2 separate regions of the Gossypium hirsutum genome follow, and region 2 is linked to region 1. Evidence: chromatin contacts called from public Hi-C data. All regions are on one chromosome and are shown on one strand. The core of a region is the stretch at or near the end of the contact, and the rest is flanking DNA. Distances in the headings are between cores, read along the strand shown. Region 1 has its middle 41 kb from the start of LOC107888779. Region 2 holds the start of LOC107888792.

Region 1 (5,402 bases), core at 2,212-4,711:
GGAAGTTTCACAAGATGCCATGTTGTTTTTGTAGAGTGAGTCCATCTCCTATTGCATAGCAAACATCCACTTTTCCGAGTCTTCACAGCTAACCGCTTCAGAATAATTAGATAGCTCTTGGTTTGCATTTATATCTTTAGCCACATTTAAAGCATAAGCAACTAGATCAGCCTCAGCATACTTCTTTGGAGGTTAAATTTTTTTCTAGTTCTATTTTTAGCGATAGAGTATTATGGTGAAAAAACAACTTTATTCTCAATTTTTGTACTAGCTTGAGGAGTCGACTCTGTGTTAATTTGATGCTCCACCTACTTTTGATTTTTTTTATTGGAAGAATCTTTAATAGATAACTTAGGTAGCATAGCAGTTTCATCAAAAACAACATCTCTGCTAATCACAATTTTTCTATTTTTAAGACACCATAACTGATACCCTTTTACACCAACTTTATACCCTAGAAAAACACATTTAATAGATCTCGGTTCCAATTTTCCATCATCAACATCAGTATAAGCAGGACACCCAAAGATCTTTAAATCAGAATAATTAGCAGGATTACTAGACCATACCTCTTGTAGAGTCTTTTTCTCAATGGCAACAGATTGAGATCAGTTGATTAAAAAACATGCAGTAGAGGCTGCTTCTACCCAAAACGACTTTGGTAAGTTGACATTTGACAACATACATCGAACCTTCTCCATGATCATTTTGTTCATTCGTTCTGCAACACCATTTTGCTGTGGAGTATGACAAACTGTCAAGTGTCTCACGATCCCTTCTGACTTGTACAGTCTATTAAACTCATAGGAACAGAACTCTAAGCCATTGTCTATGCGGAGGTATTTTATTTGTTTTCTCGCCTATTTTTCAATCATAATTTTCCAATACTTATATACGGAAAACACATCATTTTTTTACTTTATAAAGAACGCCCAAATTTTCTGGAAAAATCATTAACAAAAGCTAGCTTATAATTAGCTCCACCTCTCGAAGGCATTCTGGATGGCCCCCACAGATCAGAATGAATATACTCCAACGTTCCCTTTGTGTTATGGATTCCTCTAGTGAATTGAACTCTCTTTTTCTTCCCAAAAACGCAGTGCTCAAAAAACTTCAGTTTGCGAATTTCTTACCCATCAAGAAGTCCTCTTTTGCACAATTCTGACATGCCATTCTCACTCATATGCCCTAGGTGCATATGGCACAATTTAGTAATATCATCATTTGACAAGGAAGAGGAAATGACAGCGGCATCACCAATAACAATAGAACCCTGCAAAATATATAACTTGGTAGTCTTTCTCTACCCTTTCATCACAACAAGGGAACCTTTGGAAATATTTAAAACCCTACTTTCAACTGTGTATATGTACTCTTTTGAATCAAGAGTACTCAATGATTAATTCTAGAACATGACATCACTAAGTGTTCTGACAACTCTATCAAACATCTTAACTTTAATTGTTCCAACACCTGTAATTTTACACGAAACATTATTTCCCATCAAAATAACACCTTTAGACACTGTTTCGTAAGTTGTAAACCAATCCCGATTGGGACTCATATGGAAGGTGCAGCCTGAATCAAGTATCCACTCCTCGCTTACTTTAGAATTGTTGATAGAAGTGACTAGAAGGTCATTATCACTGTAGTCTTCTACAACATCAGCGTCACCGAAATTTTCTAGTTATTTTCCCTTTTAATTCTCAACCTCTCTTTTAATCTTGTTCTGTAGCTTATATCACTCTGATTTAATGTGCTTTTTCTTCTTGCAGAAGTTACAAGTTTTACCTCTGTTTGAAGACTTCGATCTACAGTTAGATTTACCACAAGGATTCCATTCTTATGTCTTTCCACGATTATCATCAACATTCTAATCTTGTCTTCCACAAACAATGAGACCCCCTCTCCCTGAGAGTCAGGTTTAACCACAAGATGTTTCATCTTATCATATGAGGTCAAAAAATCATAAACCTTATCAACTGTAAGAGAATTACAGCTATATAAAATCGTGTCTCTAAAGGTTGAATGAGACGAGGGCAATGAACAAAGTAGAATCAACCTTAGATCTTCCTTATCATACTGAACCTCCATGGCCTCCAAGTTTCAGAGAATTTCTTTAAATACTATTAAGTGTTCTTGTACGGACGCACCTTCTTCCAAACGATGAGCATAAAGACGCTGCTTCATATGCAACTTGCTTGTTAGAGTTTTCGACATACATATTTGTTCTAGCCTCTTCTATAATGCAACGACGGTCTTCTACTTCATCACATCCTGCAAATTTCATTGGACAAATACAGATGTAATTGTGTTAACGCCTTTCGATCCTTACGCTTCTTTTCCTTACACTTCTTCTCTTCATCTGTTAATGTCGAAAGCATCTTATCTATCCCTAGCAAGGCATACTCCAGATTCATCTACGCAAGAACTATTTGCATTTTAATCTGCCACAATGCAAATCTGGTGTTGCGATCCAATAGCAGAATTTCATTCTTCAAAGACGCCATTATAGTGACCGAGATGAACAACCCAGAAGCTCTGATACCAATTTGTGAAAATACAATAAAATAAAAATAAAGAACACACAGATTTTACGTGGAAACCCTTTCGGAAAAAAACCACGGGTAGAGGAGAAGAAAATTCACCATGTCGAATTCGAATGATTACAAGAGGAATAAACTTTGTCTATTTATAGGCTTGTAAAACCATATTCTAGTAAGATTGAAACACCTTATTCTAATGAATATAAAATAGATCGAGTTTAATAAGGTTTAAAAAATCTTATTCTAAAATAAAATAAAAAAAGTGTAGTTCTATATGGATTTTACTTTATTTTATTTTACCACTGTATTTTATTTAAATAAGAATTCGGATCATTTAATTCTAAAAAATATAATATAAAAAATTTGTAAAAGTTAATTAATATTTATCTGAACATTTTTATTATTTAATTTGAATTTATTAATTAGATGATTTTTTTATTTAAGGGTGTGTTTGATAAACTGAAAATTTAAGTGCTGATTTTTATTGCTAAATTTTAGAAGTTTCGAATTTATATTAGAAAATTGTTTGTTAAATTAGTAAATATAATTATGTTGTTTGATAAAAATAAATATTAATTTCTAAAATAGTATTTATTTTTTAATTCTAATCTTATTAATATAATATTTTATATTATTTTGGATAATTTTGTATGAAAAATAAATATGTTAATTTGAATATCTAATTTTTTTTAAGAAAGATAATTTATATCAACTTCTTAATAAAATAAAATCAACTTAGTATTTTATATATTAAAGTGATAAGTAGTTACCTACCTACTTATCTTAGGTGTTGTCTGGTAAACTGAAATTAAGAAATGAAAATTTAAAAGTATGTTTGGTTGGCTGTAATAGCCAACCGAATAGCACATGATTCAGCTGTATTTCTTATTCCTTCATTTGGTTCGTGGGATCTACTATTCAATAGAATAGAATTTAGGCTCTATTTAATGATTTGTATTCCGACCTCCACCCAAAGAAGAGCCATTCAACGCTATCAAAGATGATATATTCCCAAAATACCCTTCAAGATTTCACTAATTTCCAAATAGAAGTTTAGCATTATCCAACTGTTATCGAAATCTAAAGCAAAAATAGAACAGAAACAGAAAAAAGAGAGTTCTGGATATGGCCAGAAGTTGGGGCAATGGAGGACGCTAAGAAGAAGGAAATAGTGGTTTGCTTTCTTAGATCTGTTATATTCTGGTTGTTCACAAGAAAAGGAATAAAAAAAAGAACATTTGGGAGAAATTTTAGGATGTTTTGATACTATGAAGGTGGAAGAAGGCAGCGACTGGTGCCAAAATCTGAAAAAAAATCAATTTTCATAAGCTTTTAGGTTGAAGATTAAGCCAATAAAAGGTCTCAAGAGTTTTCTCTGGTCTTTCTATGGTTGCTTATCTCACTTCGGTTGAAGGACTACCAAAGTCCCAAAATCTCAATTTCATCGACCATGAAAGGCTTTATTCTTTTTTCTAAATTAAAATGATCAGCCTCATTAGTAGTAGAAGGATGACATGTCTTTTACTCTTATATGTTGATCTTTTTAAAAAAAAATACATTTCTTTTTTTATTAATTGCTTGGTTTCAACATTTTTTCTGGGTTTTTTTCTACACTCTTCTAGGAGTAGAGAATGTTCTAGGAGAAAGTTATAAATAAATAAATTTAATTTATTACAATTATATTCCATTACATCCAACTAAACCACTGCATATTCAATTCTATTACAATCATATTCCATTATTACAAAATAACCATTTTATTACAGCTTTATTACATTCCAATGAACCAAACGTGCCATAAGTGCTGAAAAGTTACGTGATGAATTTGAATTATGAAATTTGTTTGACATGTTATTTAAAATTAAACATTGAGTATAATTAGACTATTTGATAAATTTTAAATTTAAAATTATGAAAGTTTTTTATTTTACATTTGTGTCCTCATATTTTGAATATTTAATATTATTTTAAGCAAATTTCAATTCTAAATTAACATTTTATACATATTAAAAATTTGGAATAAAGTATATTCTTAATAAATATATATAATTTTTGAATTATATTCTTAAAAATATAAATATCGTAAATCTAAAAAATAAATATTAAATCAAGAACAATGTAAAATTCAAGTTTAATATCTTAAACAAAATAATTAATTTAAATGACCATTTAGTTGATAAGATGCTATTCAAAATAATTAAAGGATAATATAGTCTTCAATATAAATAAATAAAATTATTCAACTTAACATATTCTTTATTAAGTGATAAGTTGTTCTTATCTACTTATTATTTTCAACATTTTTTTATTGAATAAATCTAGCAAATAGTTTTTATTTGTAATTATTAAACGTATTTAAAAAATTAAATTATTGAAAATATTAATTTTCAGTTAATGAAAATTTTTTCAGTGGTTAATCAAACAGACCCTTCAACACTTTTTTGTTGGAAATTTTATATTAAGTAAAATATTAAAATGATTATTAAACACATTTAAAAAATTAAATGAAAATTTTTGAATGGTTTATCAAACACATTTAAAAAGTAATAGATAATTTATATACTTAAACATATATTATTTATTAATAGATGAACTTAAAAATTATTTTCTTTAGTTTGATATATGATGTATCTAATTCTATTTAAAATGATATAGACGATGGATTCTTCTCTGGAAATTGCTAGTGTCTTTGAATCTTGGTCGACCGATGATTGAGAAATGAAAAAAGTCAAATCTAAAGAAAGCGATGGTGATGGGGATGTTGAAATGATAGAGGGCTTGGATTCGCCATCAAAGGTCTCTTGGAAACATATGCTGCTTGGAAAAGAGGCTTATAAGCAAGGTGAAAGGCTTCAA
Region 2 (5,441 bases), core at 1,147-3,646, 490 kb after region 1:
GAGAAGACTTGAACATATTTCTGGGATAAGTCACTAAGATCTTAATCATGTGCATGAAACAAAGCCTTCTTGAAAATGCCATAGCTTTGATTAAATTTAGAAGAAAAGATCGAAAGCACTTACGATAATAGACTAACAGATTCGAGATCATCAGCTTTCAACGAATTCTCATTGAACGAGTGGCGATGAAGTTGACGTGTGAAACTGCTTGTTGTGTCCAAGAAATAGAGAAGGAAAGACATCATGCAGCTGCAAAGAAACATGGGTATAGGCCCAAAGATCCATAGCAATAGAGAGAAGGATAAGTAGAAGGCTCGCAGTCCAAGTGACCAGAAATAACTTCCTCTGTTTAAGTTTCTTGCAACATACTCAACTGTCTCCATGTCGTCTATGGGTGAAGAGAGCGTGACCAAGAAGCTTACATGGGCGTAGTATCTAATAGACTGCACATTGCAAAGAAAAGCAACAAGGAAACACAACAAGATGGAAAAATACTTGATGGAAGACAGTAGCCGAGTCTTGTTCCCAAAAACTATTTCGGAGCTTGTGTTGCCAGAGTCTGAGCTGCTGCTAACGAAAACACTAATCAGTGAACTGAGAGTGATTGCTATCGTGGCCAAAAGTGTCGACGCCATTATGTTGTTGCGTATTGTTTGTACTGCTAGAACACCATTTTTCAACGGATCCTGAAACATCAACGACAATATCATGCTTAGTACAAGCACACTGGCATTCTATGGAAACAGAAAAAGTTTCCATATTGTAATGTGTTCTGGATTTATCAAATTCAGACCAGCGAAGGATGCTACAGTCTTTTAATAAAAGAACTACAAATCATCATGTTAAGCTCATTAAAAGAGAGACAACAAAAAGGCATGTCGTGATTTGGGAGCCGTCTGTTTCTGCAATCTCACAAGCAGCTCAGAAGTATATTTATTTATTTTTCTATTGATGAAACAACAGCATCTATAGCATCAACATTTAGCAATTGACGAGAAATATAGTTACTTTTACTACTTGAATGTGACTTTTATAAGGAATGATTACACTTGAATGTGTGTTACAGTCAAACCATTTGTAATCGCTCCTTTTTGTTCAAGTCATTAAACTCTTCGTCATTTCTTTTGACTTTTATTAACTTTTCAACCTCTAGTAGCAAGTATATTGAAAGTATCAATTAACCAATTGAGCCAAAAGGAAGGAAATACACCAAAAGTTTAACTAGTCATTGGCTCATCAAGCTCTCCCCAAATCAGCCACAAGAAAGCAAATTCAGAGAGATACCAGCATAATAAGTACTGTGTCTTTCGTTTATTCTTGCTTTTGTGATACTCAAAACAGTAGATTTACACTTAAACAGTTATTACATTATTTCCATTCCGAAGATTGTAAGGTATTTGTACGAAACAGATCAGGCCACCTTCAAAGTTAAATACATCACTCCCTAAAGTCAAAGAACAATTTAAAAGTTGAGAACTCTACATCCTACAAATATAACGATGTTCCTAACAGGTTTTGATCCCATAGGTACAGAAATTCCAAAACTTTGAAAAGAACCCATTACTCAGAATTAATCTAAATAACAAATGGCAGAAGAGAGAGAGAGGGAGACTGACAGACATCATGGAGACAACCCATTGGTGACGAGAATGGGCATTTAAGCCGATGACAGTCCTTGTAGGATGCTTGATAATGGTGCAAAGAAGCCATAGATGATAGAGAGAAAGCAGCAGCAGTCCCAATGGAACCAGTACGTAATCCAACTTATCTTGTTCCATGATTCTTCTCTTTCTTCTTTCTTCTGCGAGGTTTGAGGATCCTCAGCCGGTAACACAAACAAGAAAATGCAATCGACTATTTGCCAATTATCAAACAAATCACTATTCCTTTCTACAAGCCCTATAAGCTAATTTTACTGACAGAGATCTCAAAAACTCACTGCTTATTTATATATATAACTCCAAAACTCATTTACTGTATAGAATATTGACTCCAATTAGAACTTTTATTTAAGTTACCGACTTCAACTAGAATCGTATATGAACCTGGCATCGAAAAATAACTCGACAGCATATAATCCGGAGGCAGTCCCCGTAAGAACGAAATCTTAACAATTGAACCAATCACTCTCGGCTCGAAACTCAATGTGATTTCAGATACCATGGGGTGTAAAAAAAGGGTTAAATTCAATTTTTAATTTTAATTACATAATAAATATTATTTTGAACAATAAAAAAATTTATTATTTAGTTTAAATTTTAAATTTTAGATTCTTTATTTAAAAATACAAGTTCTTTTTTATTAAAAAAAAAAGGGAAAATGAACCTCACTGAAAAGTACTGATGATAAAGAACATGACAGTGTCCTGCTATTTTTTTAACTGTATAAAGAAATAGAAGAATGCGTCCTTTTTTGGGGGGCTTCTTTTTATTGGAAAAAAAATGTCGGACAATAATGCAAAGAACGTGACAGCAAATAAAAAATAAATGGAATTTTAATTAAACTAGAACACAAGTTGTGACTTCTAACTTGCTTGTCTATAATATACTTCTTATTTGGCCTCATTGCTTCTATAATATAACTATAATGATGGTATCAAAATAAATAATAAATTAGTGATGGTATATAAAAGTATATAATACATGTACTCTAAATCATATAAATAATATTATTAAAAAGGATAATCACGAATTTCAAATATAAATTATAAAAATAGATATGAATATTAAGTTTAAAATAATCATATATAGTATTTTATTTTAAAGAGGGATTCACTTATATCCTTTTGTATTTTTTGCACAATTAATATCTTAATGATTCTATTATTAGATTTAACACTTTATTCATATAAATCATGTATATCAAATTTGATGTAAATTAAAATTTTCTAACGATTTGTTTTATAAAAAAAATAATTGTTGAATATATATCAATATATAAAGTATTTTAGATCGATATGATAGAGATATTAAATCAATTCGAAAATTTATATATATGAAAAATATAATTATATCAATAAATACAACTGTTAAATTATTAAAATATTAATAATTTTATACCAGGTAAGTCAAACTTCTTTTATTTTAATATAAATAATTAAACAAATTTCATTTTTTTTTGGTAGAAAATAAAGCTTAAGAAATGCCTAAAAATCCAGCGAAGTTAATGTATTGCATCCACTTCTAGCAATGACCAATGAATATCCTCCTCCAACAAGTCTCTCACGTAAGACGGTGGATCAACGAGGACCACTAACTGATCAATTCCATCTCTTATTGTCTTAAATAGACAATAAACAACTTTATTACTGTCCTTCATAAAATGCAGAAAATTTACTTACTAAATTTTGATACATCATTTATGAATCATTCTGATTTCATTAACATTACTAACCACTGCTAAATCATTTCGAATAACGTGAATTAACAGTGCATTATACTTTCCAATAAACAAATTCCAAACTTTTTAAGTTAGTTTCATCCTTTGATTAAATGAACCATAAATTATTATAATTGCTTTCAGTAAAAAGGTAGAGTGAAAAAAATCAAACATCAAATTATCTGATCTGGTCATGTGTCAAAAAAGAGTTGGAGTTAATATATTTAGGAATGTCATGTTCAATTATTTTGGCGTTTCTTAATAATTGCAACACCATCTCCTTTAATAACTATTTGTTTAAAGCTCTTTTTTGAGCTATTACCACGTTATCTTAATTTAATAAATTTGGTTTGATAATGATTTTTATTAGTATAATGTGTAATATTAAATTTGTTTTAAATGGAAAGGTAATTTGGTTGATAGCATCGAGCTTGAAAATTGTTCCTTTTAACTTGGGTTGGGTTTGATTAAAGATTTAATTAAACAAAAAAAACTCCTAGATAAAGGCAGAAAAAATATTATAACATATCTACTACGGTCGGATCTTGTCTAATTGTTTAAAATCAAAATTACTTTTAAAAAGATTATCTTCTTTTAGGTTGGAATAATCCTTTCTTAAGGAGGATCTATCTTTTCTCAAGAAAAACAAAAACTTTGAAACAACTTTTAAAGAGATATCAACATGTATCATCATTCAACATATAATTTGAGTGGGCTTGAGAGGCATATATTTAAGTGAGACTGAATCAAAGAAGATTTAGTCTTTATTAGTGTAGGACTTATGTGTTGTCTTAGTCATATGAATACATCACATCTATATTATTTTTACTCATCTATTATTATTCCCAAGTTATTTTACCATAACTCATATTTTTAATGGGACCAGTTTTAGTATTGACCATGTCTTTCTAGTAATGAATCGAGCTTATTGGAGTCCTTTGAAGAAGACTTAGGCATAGAAGGTAAAAGTTCTTACAAGATGAACATTAACTACGACCATCGAAGCTATGCTTTGAGATGCTTAAATCAACGAGGGGTGTATCCTAATGTAAGAGGAAATAATCGGCAATAGCATGTAGAGAGTATTTATACCTAGTTTTTTAGGCTACTCATAAGGCCTCGATGCGTGTCCTTTGATTACCTTTCTGGCCATGTTGGCATGCTACTTGATCAAAAACCAGTGCATCCTTGTGCAACAAAAGAGGAAGAGTTGTTCAAGAAGAAAGATCAAACTTTCTTTCCATAGCCTACACTAAATACTTTTTTTTACAAAGAAAAGCTTCATAGGGGAACAAAATATTAACAAGAGAAGCTTTGGAGACTTAGGAATTGATCTGATCCTTTAGAAGAATGATTTGCTGAAGTTTGTAAGTTTTGTACAACCTTACATGAAGGAGATTGTATTTGAGTTTTATGCAAATTTCCTAAAATCTATGAATGAGCCTAGTAGAAAACTATTCTACAAGGCATATGCTAGGGGAGATGGTATGATTTTGGCATTGCACAGATTATAGAGTTTCTCACGCATCCCTGAGCCACTAATGATGAACTTGATGAGTCCTTTGATGCCATGGCCAAAACCATCACCAATGAGGTTCATCTCTCATGGCCATAGCAAACAAAACTTTTAGCATCCACCTTAGAACTTACCTATGTTGGACTCTTTTCCATCATCACTTGAAATTAGATTCCCAACAATTAAAGGAATATAGTTAACAAGAGGAAGAAAACATCTTTTAAGAAGATTTGTGATGTGGTGCAATTCAATTTGAGATAAATAAATTTTTAAAAAATCATCAAGCATGATGAGTGAGTGTGTCCCAAGTTATGTTTTTCCTTTCCCTCTTTAATTTTTCAAATTCTCTTTCAACAAAACTTGAAAAATGTTAATGCTACTAGGAAATATAAAAAGAAGCCTACAAAATTGAAGTTTTATACAAATAGTTGGAAGGGAAGCATACGGAGGCCAATCTATAAACCATTCCCGAAGATGAAATTGTCCTTGATGAGGCAATGCCTACTCTAGTTGGCATTGAGCCTAACACTAATAAGTGTTTATTAGC

Evidence for each region. Hi-C and Micro-C count contacts between places; a contact is called where the count stands out from the background.
Region 2: a Hi-C map of leaf shows a contact between it and region 1, with 1.9 times the contacts expected there. The contact joins the promoter of LOC107888792 here to the enhancer-like site in region 1. A contact is called at or near these places in 2 of 34 Hi-C or Micro-C datasets (both in leaf).

Annotation. Positions count from the first base shown.
Region 1 is chrA09:46,264,915-46,270,316 of Gossypium_hirsutum_v2.1, forward strand. No RefSeq gene overlaps it. Among protein-coding and RNA genes, the nearest start is that of LOC107888779, 41 kb to the left of the region's middle. Within about 2 kb of position 3,462, at least 7 of the 9 cell types and tissues checked have an H3K27ac peak or open chromatin away from gene starts, as enhancers often do. A contact at or near this core is called in leaf, where this site is marked.
Region 2 is chrA09:46,754,693-46,760,133 of Gossypium_hirsutum_v2.1, forward strand. It overlaps LOC107888792, which reads right to left and starts at 2,397. Exons shown (of 3, transcript XM_016813010.2): 1 at 1,621-2,397; 2 at 124-686. The coding sequence starts at 1,710.